3 separate regions of the Gossypium hirsutum genome follow, and all the other regions are linked to region 3. The links are chromatin contacts, called in public Hi-C maps. All regions are on one chromosome and are shown on one strand. Each heading gives the region's core, a stretch centred on a gene start, on an enhancer-like site or on the middle of the called end of the contact. The rest is flanking DNA. Distances are from core to core; before and after follow the strand shown. Region 1 holds the start of LOC107961811. Region 2 holds the start of LOC107961809. Region 3 holds the start of LOC107961812 (SH3 domain-containing protein 3).

Region 1 (4,489 bases), core at 642-3,141, 130 kb before region 3:
ACTTCAAACAATCCGCAGCAACTTAACCATGAGGTTCTTTGCACTGGTGGTGGAGTAGGAGCAACAAGAGGCTGCGAACCAATGCAGCAAATATCCAGTCAAATTAAATAAAGAATATTCAAACTCACAGTTGTAGAAAAGAATAGGAAGAAGATATACCTGCTTTTCAGGATAACCATGGGGCCCGGATGCATGGTTTTTTTCAGCAACATTGCTAGTTTCAGCAGTAGGAATACCGGAGGATGGGAAATTTTTTCCTTCAACTCCTTCCAATTCAACCCCTGAAACCCCATTTGATGAAGGCAATAATTTCTCTTCATTCTCCTTCAACCCTGATTCAACTACATCAGGTACTGAATTCTTTGCAGAAAATTCCACCTCCTCTGGCACAGATGACATGTTCTTTACCAAATTGTCAACAGCAACAGTCTCCACTGCAGAATTACTATCAGCATTCTCAAGTGTGTTATTTTCAGCAACCTTCAGAACTTCTTCAGACAAAACAGTAGCTGACTTATCCTCGGTACTATACGAGGCCGCATCAGAACCAAGATTACAGGTTTCTTCATTTGACTTCTTCTCAAAGGCTTGAGATTCGTCATCTGAACTACTGTTGCTGCTGGTACTAGAGCTCTTATCACGATCAACATGCTGAATTGAAACATGTGTGCTCTCAAGATCCTTGTTTGGTTCCCACTCTTTTACAATTTTAACATCAACATCATCCAATCTCGATCTCTCGGTGCTCTTTGCATCTTTAGCGGCTTCTTCCACAGACTTCTCCTCAGTTAGATGTGATTGTGATCTCTCTTCATCTCCGCCCTGACCAAATGAATGCTGGTGATTGTGGCCATCATGAGATGCAGGGGAACCAGCATCACCGCCATCACTGTCCCTTTCATCTTGGCTTCTCGGATCATCATTTCCTAGAACCATTAGATAAACATCATAACAATTCCAAACCAATATGCAAACAACAAATTCACCAATCCCCTCTAAACAGGACCAAAATAGACAAATACTAGAAAGGAAATGCACTATAACTCGAAATGTATAGACAAGTTCTTCCAATAACAAGGATTCTGGTAAAAAATTAAGTAAAATACAGGACACGCTAAAAATCACCACAAGACCCTAAAACAAAATAAACAGTAAGTGATTAAAGGAGGGCAAACCACTTTGAAAAGCAACCACATCAATTAATTAAGGGCAGGAACTAGAAATTAACATTACATACCAACCTGATTTGTTTAACTATAGAACTCCAACAAATCAAATAAAGAACTGAATGATGCATGCATATACAGAACCAAGTACGATTCAATTAAAAAGAAGTTATAAAATAAATAAAACCCATCAAAAAACAAAACCCAAAACCAGGAACAGAAATTAAAAGAAAAAAAGCAAAAAGTACCAAGTGGATTGTTGATAGTCGAAGGATTGATGTTGTTGAACGCTTGCTCTTTCTTTTTCTTGGCAGCTTTTCTCTTCTTAGCACCTGATGGCATGACTGACTCCCTTCCTCCCTTTGTACCAAATCTTGTGTGGGGTGTGTGTCCCCTTCAGCCTTCTCTCTACTTGCTTATTTGGCTACTGCCCACTACTAGACGGTCACTGGTAAAGGAAAACCTAGCTGTATTGGCAAAACAGAAGAAAAGACCGTAGTAGAAGTGGGTAATATTTAGTGACAGTACATTGAGAAATGAGTAGAAAAAACCAAAGGGTGAATCAATCCCCTTCAAAGAACCGCTCCTTTTGCCTTAATCCGTTTGAATTCACTTTGAGAGTGGATGGCCTTTTTATATTTATGGCGTTGGGGGGGGGGGGTGTTCTTGTTTTAATTTTGTCATCATTTATGTTTTTCATTTATAGCCACATACTTATTTTGTCTAAGGAATGTTTAACATTTCAAGAAATAAAACAAATATATATGTTAAATGCAAAATATTCTTATTTTATTCTACATTTACAGACATTCCGAATTGGAATTGGAATTGGAATTGGACAAGAATAAAATTCAATATTTTGTGTAATAGGATCCTCATAAATTTATTAAGTTTTAGGAGATGTAATAATGGATTCGATTGTTATAATCATTATTATTAATGTATGAGGATGTGGGTTCGAGTACGCTGAAATATATTATTCTATTAGTTATGACTTGAGGAGAGGCTATAAGTAGTTTGAGACATTACCAAAGATTATTTATTTTATGAAAGGTTCAAATATAAAATTCACTCATTTTAGCAAGAGATCAATTAGTATGTCATATTTTATTTACTTTCTCTAAAATTTAATTTTCTCTTGAAAGTTAAAAAAATATTATGACAAAATTAAACCTATTTTAAATTGGTTTAAAGTATTAACCTATTAATTAAACATTAAAAAAAAACTATTGCCTCAGGTTTTTTATAAAAATAATATTAAAATTTTAATTAATTACAAAAAGAGGATAAGAATAAAATTAATTACGAAACTAGAGTGTTCGCTAACTTTGGGTCCTGCTTGACACATTGGTAGCACCAATAAACTTTTTTTAAAAAGTTTTCAGGAGAAAGAAAAGTTAAATAAATGAAAAAGAAATTTTAATTGGTGTTGTTAATTTGTCAAATAAAAAATATTTCTTTTAATTGCATCCATTTGATTAAATAAAAAAAAAGTATGATTTTAGGGGTTAAATGAAAGGAAAAAGGCATTAAGGAAGGTTGTTGTCTGGTGTTTAAATCACAAACCAACATTTTATTTTCATTTTTTCAATTTTTTTATCAGACTCTTTTTTAAAATTTACTAGTGTCATCAATGTATCAGGCGACACCCAAAATTACTATGACAAACACCACATTTTTGCAATAATTTGTTCTCGACCCTATTTTTATAATTAATTAATTTTTTAATATTATTTTTATAAAAAAAGTCTATTGCCTCTTTCTTACTACTTGATTTTCTCTATTGTTCCAATGAATTCTTCACAAATATGTTTTTTCACTGATTTTATTTTTTACCTACATATTTAATCATTTATATAGTAAATTGTTGACATATTATATTTATTTTCTATTATTTTTTTGTCTTTTCTTTTTAATGTATATAATTGTAAAAATATGATAATTAATAATTTCTTTCTTTTTTCCATTGTTTAATAAAAACATTTGTTAAAATTACTTCCTTTTCATTTTTAATTAACGTTAAGGATCCAAATAAAATAATAAGTAATGTTTTCATTAAACTTTCTTTCACTTTAACATAATAAAAAAAAAATTATTGAGAGAAACAATTCAAAACTATATGAGCAAATTTCTCCAAAATACAGTTTTTTTTTTAAAATTATCAGATTTGGCTGTAATTTTTAAAATTATAGTATTAGGTTGAAATAATGAAAACGCTTCCACTTAAAAACGTTTTCAACGAATTTACAACTGAAAATATTTTCAACGTATTGAAAAAATAACACTTCCAATTAAAAACATTTTCATTATTTCAACTTAATCCCGTAATTATTCAAAATTTCACCCAAACTAAAAATTTTAATATAATTTTTATTTACTTAACATGTCCATAGAGTTGTTTTAGAAGTGTGCAAATTTGATTTTAGTGAAATAAATAAAAAGAGATGGGAAGAGTGGTGCGGGATTTGCCAAGCGGATGATGAAAATTTTATGTGTTGATTAAGATGGGATTTGAATGAGGGAAGCCACGTGGCTTTTCAGATTATTCTGGCAGTATTTAGTCGGCAGCAGATATGTCTAGATCCCAATACCAAACTCATTAAAATTTATATAATATAAATTAGGGACAAATCTTTTTCGGTATTTAAATTTTTTAAAATTTAGTATTTGAGTTTAATTTTAATTTTTTAATTTGATATTTAATTTTTTTTATCTCATTTAAATGCTTAAATTTGGTTTAAATATTTAATTTAATATTTACGTACCTATATTTTTGTACCAAAATTTAAGTATCGAATATTTATTAAATTACATGATGTTTTTAATTTAAATATCAAATTAAATATTAAAATTAAACTTAAATACCAAATAAAATGTTAAAGCTAGATTTAAGTATGAAATGATATATTAATATATTTCCGGAAAGCAGTTGAGGAGGGATTTGAATTTGTAGAATAAAATAAAATAAACTAGAGAAAGGGAAATAGCTTTGCTTTTCTCTTTTACTACATTCATTGAATTTAAGATTTAATTAACTTTATTTCGAGAATTAACTCCAAACTAATTTAATTAAATATAATTATGAAATACCGAATATTATGAGGAGAATTTTTTTAAATAATAGGGTAAATTGTTAAAATAGTCACTTTTGTTTCCTTAAGTTATATTTTAGTCACTTATGTTTAAAATATTATGTTTTAATCACTTATGTTAATGGTTTGTTTTAATCACTTATGTTAATGGGTTTTAACATTTTAGTCACTGGGCTGTTAATTGTCATTAACGGTATAATGGTACACTAACGTGATACGCTAAATCATCAT
Region 2 (4,590 bases), core at 1,261-3,760, 150 kb before region 3:
TCAGGAAAAGAATAGGTCCCTGTGAAGTTATTGTCAACAGCATTTCCATCAAAGGGTATGCTCGCAATTATCATGTCAGATATAAAGAAATCTGACACATTACATGTTTGACTGACAAATAAGCTTTTGTTATCATCACTGTCATCAGCCCCAAATGCTGGCAGTTCAAGGCCATTATTACTCCCTACAAATATTGAGAAAGAGAAACCCCATGTCAAATAATTATCCTAACAGAACCTTGCAACCCTCATGACGTGAATCTAGAATATTTGAATTCCATAAAAGTTCTTCATTCTACTCTGCATTGAATACAGGTAAAACAATACTACTATTTAACGAGATATCAACTGCACAAAACCCGCTAAATGCTAAAAGTTCATACAAGTACAAATTGCCCCAAAAGCATGTAACAAGATCAAAAAGAATCTTTCTTCTACTAAGTTCTTTGTTTCTAGAGCTACTAAGTGGTAATCATATTTTAGGCCAACTAACTTTCCAAGAGATAAGGAATTATAACTTAATCATTATGCTTAGACAGGGATTTCAATTAGAAATGCCCCTGAAAAAAAAAGTTATTCTCTTAGCCACAACTGGAGAATGGAAAAGAAATTCATGCAAACCAACTGAAACAAAGAATCACCTGCATCATTGTCAATATTTAGCTCACTGTGTATTTGGATTGGCTCCAGATAAGGAGAGAATATTGTCTCTAAGTTTGAGCCACATGTATGGGCAGATTCCTGCAAATTAATAAGGCATCATTGATAAGCAACCAGGTCATAAGCCAGTCTACAACATGACATCTTCAAAAAGCAGAGTAAAAACAAAACTAACAAAGTAAGGTCCTAAAAGGTAATAAAAACTTGCCATTCCTCCCAAAGTTGCAGAATCAACAAAAGCTGGAAGCTGTTTCCGAAGCTCAGAACCGTCTTCATCCAGAATTAGTTGCTGAGCACTGGCTCCATCAGTTTTAAAAATTGGGGAGGCTACTTCTACATTTGATGGATCTATCAAGAACAGTCAGTATGCACATGAAACAAGCTAAGATACATGCATGGATAGAAGTAAAGAAATGAATACCAATATATTCTTATCCCTACAAACAGAATGCCTATCATGCATGCATAAAAGTAAACAAATGACTGAGCGAATAGCAGTACATTTTTATTCATTGAAGCACCACATAGATGATGCACTGATAAGTTTAAGGGAAGGGATGTATAAACGAGATCCTAATTTTCCATTATCTGCAACGATTTTAGTAGATAAATTAATATTTCAATCCTCAAAGTGGCTCATATTTTGAAATTGCTAATTTTAATGCACTCAAATCTAAAGAGAGCACATAATGTTAAGACACAAGCAAACAGCAAAGAATTTGTGAATCTTGGTAATAGGACAGTCCAAGAAGCTCCTGTAACTCTAAAATTAGCATTAGAGAAATGTTGGTGTTGTTCAATAAAGTTGCTTACCATCATGAGAATTCTGAATACATGTGCTGAATTCAGCTCCCTGCTGGGAAACCCTGACATGACAGCATGGCCTTTTGCAAATCGTGCTAGACCTCTGACACACACGGAGACTATTTTTGTCTCTTAAAGAAACCGTGCTTGATTTGGTCTTCATTCTTAAAGATGGCATTTGATCTACAACAGTTATATATATCGAAATCTCGATTCCGGAAAATCAGTGGGGGAAAAAACCCCTCCAAATAATCAAATCACCAGCAGAAACTGTGCCAGATGAATAGTGAAGGTAAGAAGCGAAGCTATTAAAACAGACAGCATAGAGGACTAAAAAAACAAAAGAGACTGACATATAAAAGAAAGAATATTCAAGCAACATAATTAGTGAGCAGTGAGACATGTATAGCAACTATAAAACCAAAGAAAAAGATGAGGATTAAAAGTCAAAGTCGATTACCCTTTTACTAGAACAACTAAAGAAATGTTAAAACAATCAATTCAGAACACTGAATACCACGATTCTGAAAATTAGATCTTGATTTCTGTTCAAGAGACAACTTTTCATACAAAAGGAAATTTAGAAGATAAAAGAGAACGGTAAGAAAAACTCTTCATAAAGAGACCATGCTAAAACAAAACAAATCCTTCAAGTAATCCACCCAAATTGAAGTCAACCCAAGTCTTTTAACCACATAAAACACAATAAAACCTCTTCAGCATAGCTTAATTACAAAGAAAAAATACCAAAAAAGACTAAAAAAATACCCCAAAAAAATAACCGTTCTGCTTATTAAACCCTAAACGAAGAAAGACGAGCTGAAAAGAAAATTTACCAAAAAAATAATAGTGAAATAGTGAAATTTCTATAGCATGAAAATAGAAGTACCTGTTTTGGGGAAAAAAGAAGACTTTGTTTTTTCTTCTTTTCCTTCTCCCTTTTGCTGAAGAAAGACTTGTGTGTGTCTGTGTTTTTCTTTCTTTCTTTCTTTCTTTCTTCTTTTTGATATCGAAGTGTGTTATTTTTTTAACTTCCACGAACGGTCAAGACAAAGGTTGGAGGGGACAAATGTCGGCTTCTTTTGGATGATCAGACGGCTGTGATCAAATCATTAAGGAGAGTTTGGACTAATAGAACTTTGCCACGTATAAAAATGGGACCGACTCTTTCACACGTGCAGCTTCGTGGAGAGAAAGGAACTTTTGGGAGGAAATGGAGTTTGATAACTTTTTGCGTTAATATACTATTTGACACCTAAGCTTGGTTTTAATGTTTAATTTAGTATCTAAGTGTTCTTCCCAATTTGGTACTTAAGTTTGGGTTTTGGTGCTCACTCTAGTATCTGAATTTTTTTCAATTTGATACTTAAAGTTTTTTGGTTGTCTCAATTTGGTACTTGAGTCTAACTTTATCGTTCAATTTAGTACTTAATTTTTTTCTATGTCCCAATTAAGTACTTATGTTTTTTCCCTAGAAAACACGTGCAAAAAGTTCATTGAGCTACATGATATCATTTGATCTGGGTATCAGATTGAATCTTGAAGTCAAACTCATGTACTAAATTAAGACAAAAACTTAGGTGCCAAATTGAATTTTAAAGTTAAACTCAAGTACTAAATGGTATATTAACTCTAATATTTTGCTAGTCACGTTTTTTAACGCGTGATTTGCACTCACCTTTTACAGCTGTTACTACTTGTTTGTTTAAAATTGGTTTTTTACTTGTTTTAATTAATTTGATTTAGGTTCCTGTTCTATTTTTTTCTTAAAAAAGAATTAGAACAACCATGAATTTAACAAATTAAAATGTGTTTATAAATAATATATAATAAAATGTAAGATTCAAAATCAACAATAATAACATAAATACAATATGTATGAAATCAAAATAAAAAAAATTGAATTATGAGTAAAAAGAAATTTAAATAGATAAATACACCGTATTAAGAATATTAAATGAATTTTAATTGTTTATCGTACTATTCTCGTTTTCCTTGAGTTGGTGTCAAGTTAACTTGTGACACTAACTCAATCGACGACATTATCAATAAGACTATGGCATAGCCACGATAAGGGTGAAAATAATTATATAATATATTTATTAAAAAACTTACATAAAAACCAAATGTTTCTTTAGTTGAGACGATAAAGTTAGGAGAGTGTATATTTGGTGTTTTGAGTTCAAGTTCTATCGTAAGTGTTAAGCTCGAAAATACCAACAAGAGGTGAATTGATATTTTAAAAAATTTTGCGAACTTTTTAAATAATGAGGGAAGGAAAGAAAAACTTGGACAATTCGATTTATAATGGGTTAGCCCCAATTGCCTACCTCCACTACCTTGCTATACCTCAACCAAGAATTTATCAATTCCCTATACTTGAAATTATTACCTTTCAAGGAGAAGGTATAACCTTTACAATCCCTATAACCTTTACAATTCTTATCCTTTCCACAATGATGAGATTAAAGGTGAGTATTCGATCGAGTCGAGTCAAATTAAGTAAAACAATTTCGAGTATAACCTTTACAATTCCTATCTTTTCCACAATGATGAGATTAAGAGTGAGTATTCGATCGAGTTGAGTCAAATCGAGTAAAAAAATTTCGAGTTAGTCGAGTTGACGAATCCTATTTTAGCAACCGAACTCAATTTGATTTTTTTCGAATCGAATTGAATCGAGTCAAAAAATTTCGATTCAAGCTGAGTCGAGTTAACAAATCCTATTATTTATACTTATGTTGCGTTTATATAGACCGATTATTTAATTAGTAGACGAAGTATAAAATTATTTAACCACATCAACAATATAATGGTTTTGCCTTTTAACTTAATGAGTAAACATTTATCAAAACGACATAATTTTGCCTTTTCTTATTTGGATTTCTGGATAGCTCGAATTGTGTAATTCATATTCGAGTTAAATCGAAAAACTTAATTTTTTATTCGAGTTGATCTGAATAACTTGATTAACCCAAATAACTCAAACTATTTAATTTAAAATTTGAATTGTTTATCGAATTTTTCGAATTGAATTGGATTTTGCTCACCCCTTGATGAGATAGAACCTTACTTCTAGTTTTTTGTTGTTAAACTAGAACCCTCTAGTTTTTACAAGACTCAACTA
Region 3 (4,650 bases), core at 561-3,060:
TATTTAATTGATTATAATTAAATAACTGGAATTATGAAAATTAAATTAATTAGTCATCTCAGTTTTATTAAATAGGACATCATAGTTTCTTACTTATAGATTTTAGTACGATAAAGTCGTTATAAATGTAATGAAATTAGAATTAGATTGAGAAAATAATTTAGGAAATTGAATTAGTTAAATAAATAAGTAAATAATATTTTAAGAATGAAAAATTGGTTATCGAGTTGGATGATTTCTATGAGTTGGTTTAAATATTAGAAAACATGTATAATTGTATCTAGTACATAAGACATGCCCAATAAGCTCATTAGACATGTAACGGGGAACAATCCTAGTTCCCAGAAATGGATGCCGCCTATAGCATAATCTTAATGGGACTATATGTATTTTCTATTAAAACATTATTGATTTGTTACCTCTCTTGTTTAACAAGAAATCTTGTGAGTTTTTCTTATAAGTAAGGACTATGGGTTTGGTCAAAATAGACAACTATTGAGCATAGTTACTCTGTTAGAATTTAGTGCAATTTATTTATAAAGTATTTTTTTTTTCGTGAGAAATTGTGTTTGGTTTCTAGAGAATTAAATTTTCTCATAAGAAAATTAATAATTTTCATTGTGTGTGATTAGTTCATGTGATTAGAGCTCACTCTTTAAATAAATCGAGGGTTTGAGAATAACAAAAAAATTTATGTTAGTTGAAAGCTGAGAAACAATTAAACCACTTAGTCAAAAGCACATGTATTAAGTTTGATAAAAATTATTGTTATAAATAATTCGATTTTTTTAAAAAAAAATTCTATTTTGCAAAAACTTGATCTTTAGATCGAATTTTTCCAACAACTTATACTTGCATAACATCAAATCATGTTGTCAGCCTTGTAAAAAGACACCGTAGATGTAATAAGGGTCCACCATGTCCTAAGATCTACAAACAGGTGTCCAAACCCAAGACTACTGTCCATCTATAATTACCCTCGTAAGAGCAAGCGAAGCTCACACTAAAGGAACTAACCCTTGACCATCCTCCATTAGGACCTAAAAGAAACCAAGCAACTAGGTTCTCTGCACGACGTCCCTCCACTGTATGAGCCAATGTCTTTCCCACCAACTTTTTCTTACCCTCAGCAACATTAATCAATTTCCATCCAATTAAAGATTTAATTGAATTTTTTAAAAGTTAATAAGTAATTTGTCCTTAAACTTGTTTAAAAGCAATTAGTTGGTATTTTCTTTTTTTTTGTACCTAATCGGTATCTAAATTAATATCCTGTCATCCAAATTGGTACCTTTACACTAAAATTGTTAATTTGTATTGATGTGGTGCTAATGGCTAATCCTATAGTGACACGTGATAACTTCTTAGTATGACACATGAAGATATAAATTAAAAAATATATATAATTATTTTAAAAAATATAAATTAATTTAAAAAAGTATAATTTTTTAGAGAAGTTCAAGTATCAATTAGGTATTTTTGAACATTTAGGTATCAACTAATTATTTTTGGATAAATTCATGGGACAAAGTACATGCTAATCCTTAAAAAATTAATGTTGTTAACAAATTAAGAGCAATGCGTGTAACGAAATACAAGTAAATACAAAATAAAATTCAAATATCAATTAAATATTCTTTAACAAGTTTATATTATTATTTTTTAAGAAATTGATTGCAATGAAATGATAAATATTTGAATGATTATTTAAAATTTAGTGGGCTGAAATGATAAAAGTCCAGTCCAGCAAATTTAGCTGAGCTGAAGGCCGACAAAGAAATATAGGTTGGCTCAGAGCTATCCTAAATTAAGAAGCCCATTAATTATTGCATCAACCCGAAAAAAACAAAAATTACGAGACGACAGTGAGGTAATCGAAGGCTTTGGTCACTCAAACGTAGCCAGCCAGCTGCCAGATCTGCTAAGTCGATCAATCGATAAAATAAAATCCAAATTTCAAGAAACTAGTACTTTTTTCTTTCTGTAAATCTGTTTCGTTGTGTTGAGTGGAGGTAGAACTAGAAGAGGCAGCAATGGATGCTTTTAGAAGGCAAGCCAGCAAGCTCAGAGAACAAGTTGCCAAGCAACAGCAGGCAATTTCATCACAACCCTTCACTCCTCTCTCTTTTAATTTATTTTCCTGGGTTTAATGAGAACCGAGTTCTGTTGATTTGGTTGTCAGGATAATGGAGGAAATCTGGGAAAATGAAAGCAAAGATTTTATTTAGTCTTGGATTACAGAATTAGATTTGTTTAATTACTTTGACTTCTAGAAGTTTGGGGGCCTAATGTATATGTTTCAAGAATTAAATATTTAATTGTGGAGTTAATTCTAAACGTTAAATTGTAATTTATAATCATCAAAGACGAATCATTCTTTTTTAGGTAAATTAGCTAGTTCCATGTCCTTTGAGTTTGTTTTCTGCTATATTCTCAAAAAACTGTACCTACCATTAGATTGCCCTACATTTTCTAACATAGGGAAAAGAGTAGATGCAGAGTTTCCAGAAGCTTTTGTTATTGCAAAGCTTCATCCTTTACCTGAAAGTTGAGTAATCAGTAAGATCTCAAGTGCTTCCAAGTGTTGATTGATTGGCTTTTATCTTTGCAAGTGTTTTTGCATTTGGTTTAAACATGGGCATGGATGTCATTCATTTGGTTTACCTTGTTAGGATCATTTACTCGAAAACAATATCATCCTATCTTATTCTAACTGGGCTAATTTTGTTTGAATTGAGTCCTGACAGGTTACCCTTAATTCTTATGTTTATGTTAGTTTTGCTAGTTGCATTTTTCTTGAGATGATCAATGTCTTCTCCTATTGAGTTAAAAGAATTTTTTTTGCAGGCCGTAATAAAGCAATTCAGTGGAACTGGTTATGAGAGCTCAGATGTTGTAGTTATTGACGAGATTGAGATGCAAAGGCATCAACAACTGGACAAATTGTACAAGTCCACTCGTTCAGCTAGGGTAAACAACATTTCCATCATAAATTTGTGAAACTTAATTTGATAATCCTGTCATATTGCTTTGTTCTCTGTGAATCCGTGTTATTCATATCTTCACAAATGAAGCCATTTTCAGTATGTAACTTTAGTGCATCCTATCTACTTGAGTTACAGTTAAGTACTTCAGTTAAATCCCTTTGGTGTCATTTTAACTAAATAAAATTTCAAAGGTAACAGTTACTCTGCGAGTGCGCCTGGTTGGAGGAACAAAATTTATTATGAGAGCTACTAATGGCTGTACTATATTCTGATATTTAGTTTCTCAATTTGCCTAACTTTCATAAAAACTAATTTCTCTTAATTTTCTTTTATATTTACTGCAAGTTTAATACCCATGGAGTGCTTGCTTAACGATTTTACCGCTCTTCCTTTCAGGATTTTCAAAAAGAAGTTATTAAAGCTGCAGAAGCATTTACAGCCATCGGGTATAAGCATATTGAAACAGGTGCAGCATTAATTCATACCTTTTTAATTTTGTTGTTCTGACATGAATTTTGTGCGATTGAAATAAATAACATATATTGTGAAGATAAAGCTTTATCTTTATGGTTCTTAATCTTTATGATAATCAGGAACCAAGTTCTCTGAAGAATGCTGCCGATATGGAACTGAAAACAGTGAAAACATCAACGAAAATGTTCTTGCCAAAGCTGCAGCTATTTATGGTGATGGTTGTAAACATGTAGAGAAGGAGCAAGAAGATTTGATTAAGTTGTTATCCCAACAGGTTGACATTTATCGGATGTTGTGTTTTGAAAGACTCTTTTCATCACATCATAAAATAAATTTTTAGTTATGTACTTGTAAACACATTCAATCCAAAATGAGTATGATGCTTTCTTGTATTCCTTGCTAAATGTTACCAGACTATGTTTTTGTATGCATTCAAAGAATTTGTATGTCCTTTGTCCTGTTGCATGCTTTTGTTACATTTTATTGAGAATAACTAGTGCTGATTAGAAACATGACCCTTCTATTTCAAAATACGTAAGGTTTTGGATCCCTTGAGAGCAATGAGTGCTGGTGCTCCTTTGGAAGATGCTCGTCATCTTGCTCAACGCTATAGTCGAATGAGGCAGGAAGCTGAGGCACTGGTAAGTAATCATACAGAACAGCACCCCTTGCATTAGTAATTTTCTATATATTAAACAACAGTTTAAATTTCTTAAGATTGTCTTCGGAAATACACAACTGATACTAAATATGATAAGCAAGCAGGCAGCAGATATTTCCAGAAGACAAGCAAGAATAAGAGAAGCGCCAATTCCTGAAAATGTTGCGAAGTTGCATGCTGCTGAAGCAAAGATGCAGGAACTGAAAGCAAATATGGCAGTTCTGGGTAAAGAAGCTTCTGCTGCATTGGCTGCTGTTGAAGCACAGCAGCAAAGATTAACTTTACAGAGGCTTGTAGCTATGGTATAGATGTGCATTACTTCAGTGTATACAGTCTCCAACTTGAAGCTTATCTTAATTCATAGATGATATTCAAGATTTTGATCTATGCATTTATAGGTTGAAGGGGAAAAGACTTATCATTTAAGAGTGGCTGCAATTCTTAATGAGATTGAAGCTGAGGTTATTTCCTGGCTTCCTTGTTTCGGGTAAAGTAGCCTTTTATTTTGAATTATGGGAACTTATATCT

What was found. Hi-C and Micro-C count contacts between places; a contact is called where the count stands out from the background.
Region 1: a contact with region 3 is called in a Hi-C map of leaf, with 4 times the contacts expected there. The contact joins the promoter of LOC107961811 here to the promoter of LOC107961812 in region 3. A contact is called at or near these places in 15 of 34 Hi-C or Micro-C datasets (anther, callus, cotyledon and 4 more).
Region 2: a Hi-C map of leaf shows a contact between it and region 3, with 3 times the contacts expected there. The contact joins the promoter of LOC107961809 here to the promoter of LOC107961812 in region 3. A contact is called at or near these places in 9 of 34 Hi-C or Micro-C datasets (anther, callus, hypocotyl and 1 more).

What each region holds. Positions count from the first base shown.
Region 1 is chrA06:107,289,686-107,294,174 of Gossypium_hirsutum_v2.1, reverse strand. It overlaps LOC107961811, which reads right to left and starts at 1,891. Exons shown (of 3, transcript XM_016897964.2): 1 at 1,415-1,891; 2 at 160-926; 3 at 1-71. The coding sequence starts at 1,508.
Region 2 is chrA06:107,308,624-107,313,213 of Gossypium_hirsutum_v2.1, reverse strand. LOC107961809 reads right to left here and starts at 2,510. Exons shown (of 8, transcript XM_041115723.1): 1 at 2,353-2,510; 2 at 1,473-1,733; 3 at 868-1,007; 4 at 641-740; 5 at 1-184. The coding sequence starts at 1,641.
Region 3 is chrA06:107,157,771-107,162,420 of Gossypium_hirsutum_v2.1, reverse strand. It overlaps LOC107961812 (SH3 domain-containing protein 3), which reads left to right and starts at 1,810. Exons shown (of 10, transcript XM_016897966.2): 1 at 1,810-2,093; 2 at 2,848-2,970; 3 at 3,384-3,453; 4 at 3,581-3,735; 5 at 4,001-4,102; 6 at 4,227-4,424; 7 at 4,521-4,583. The coding sequence starts at 2,034.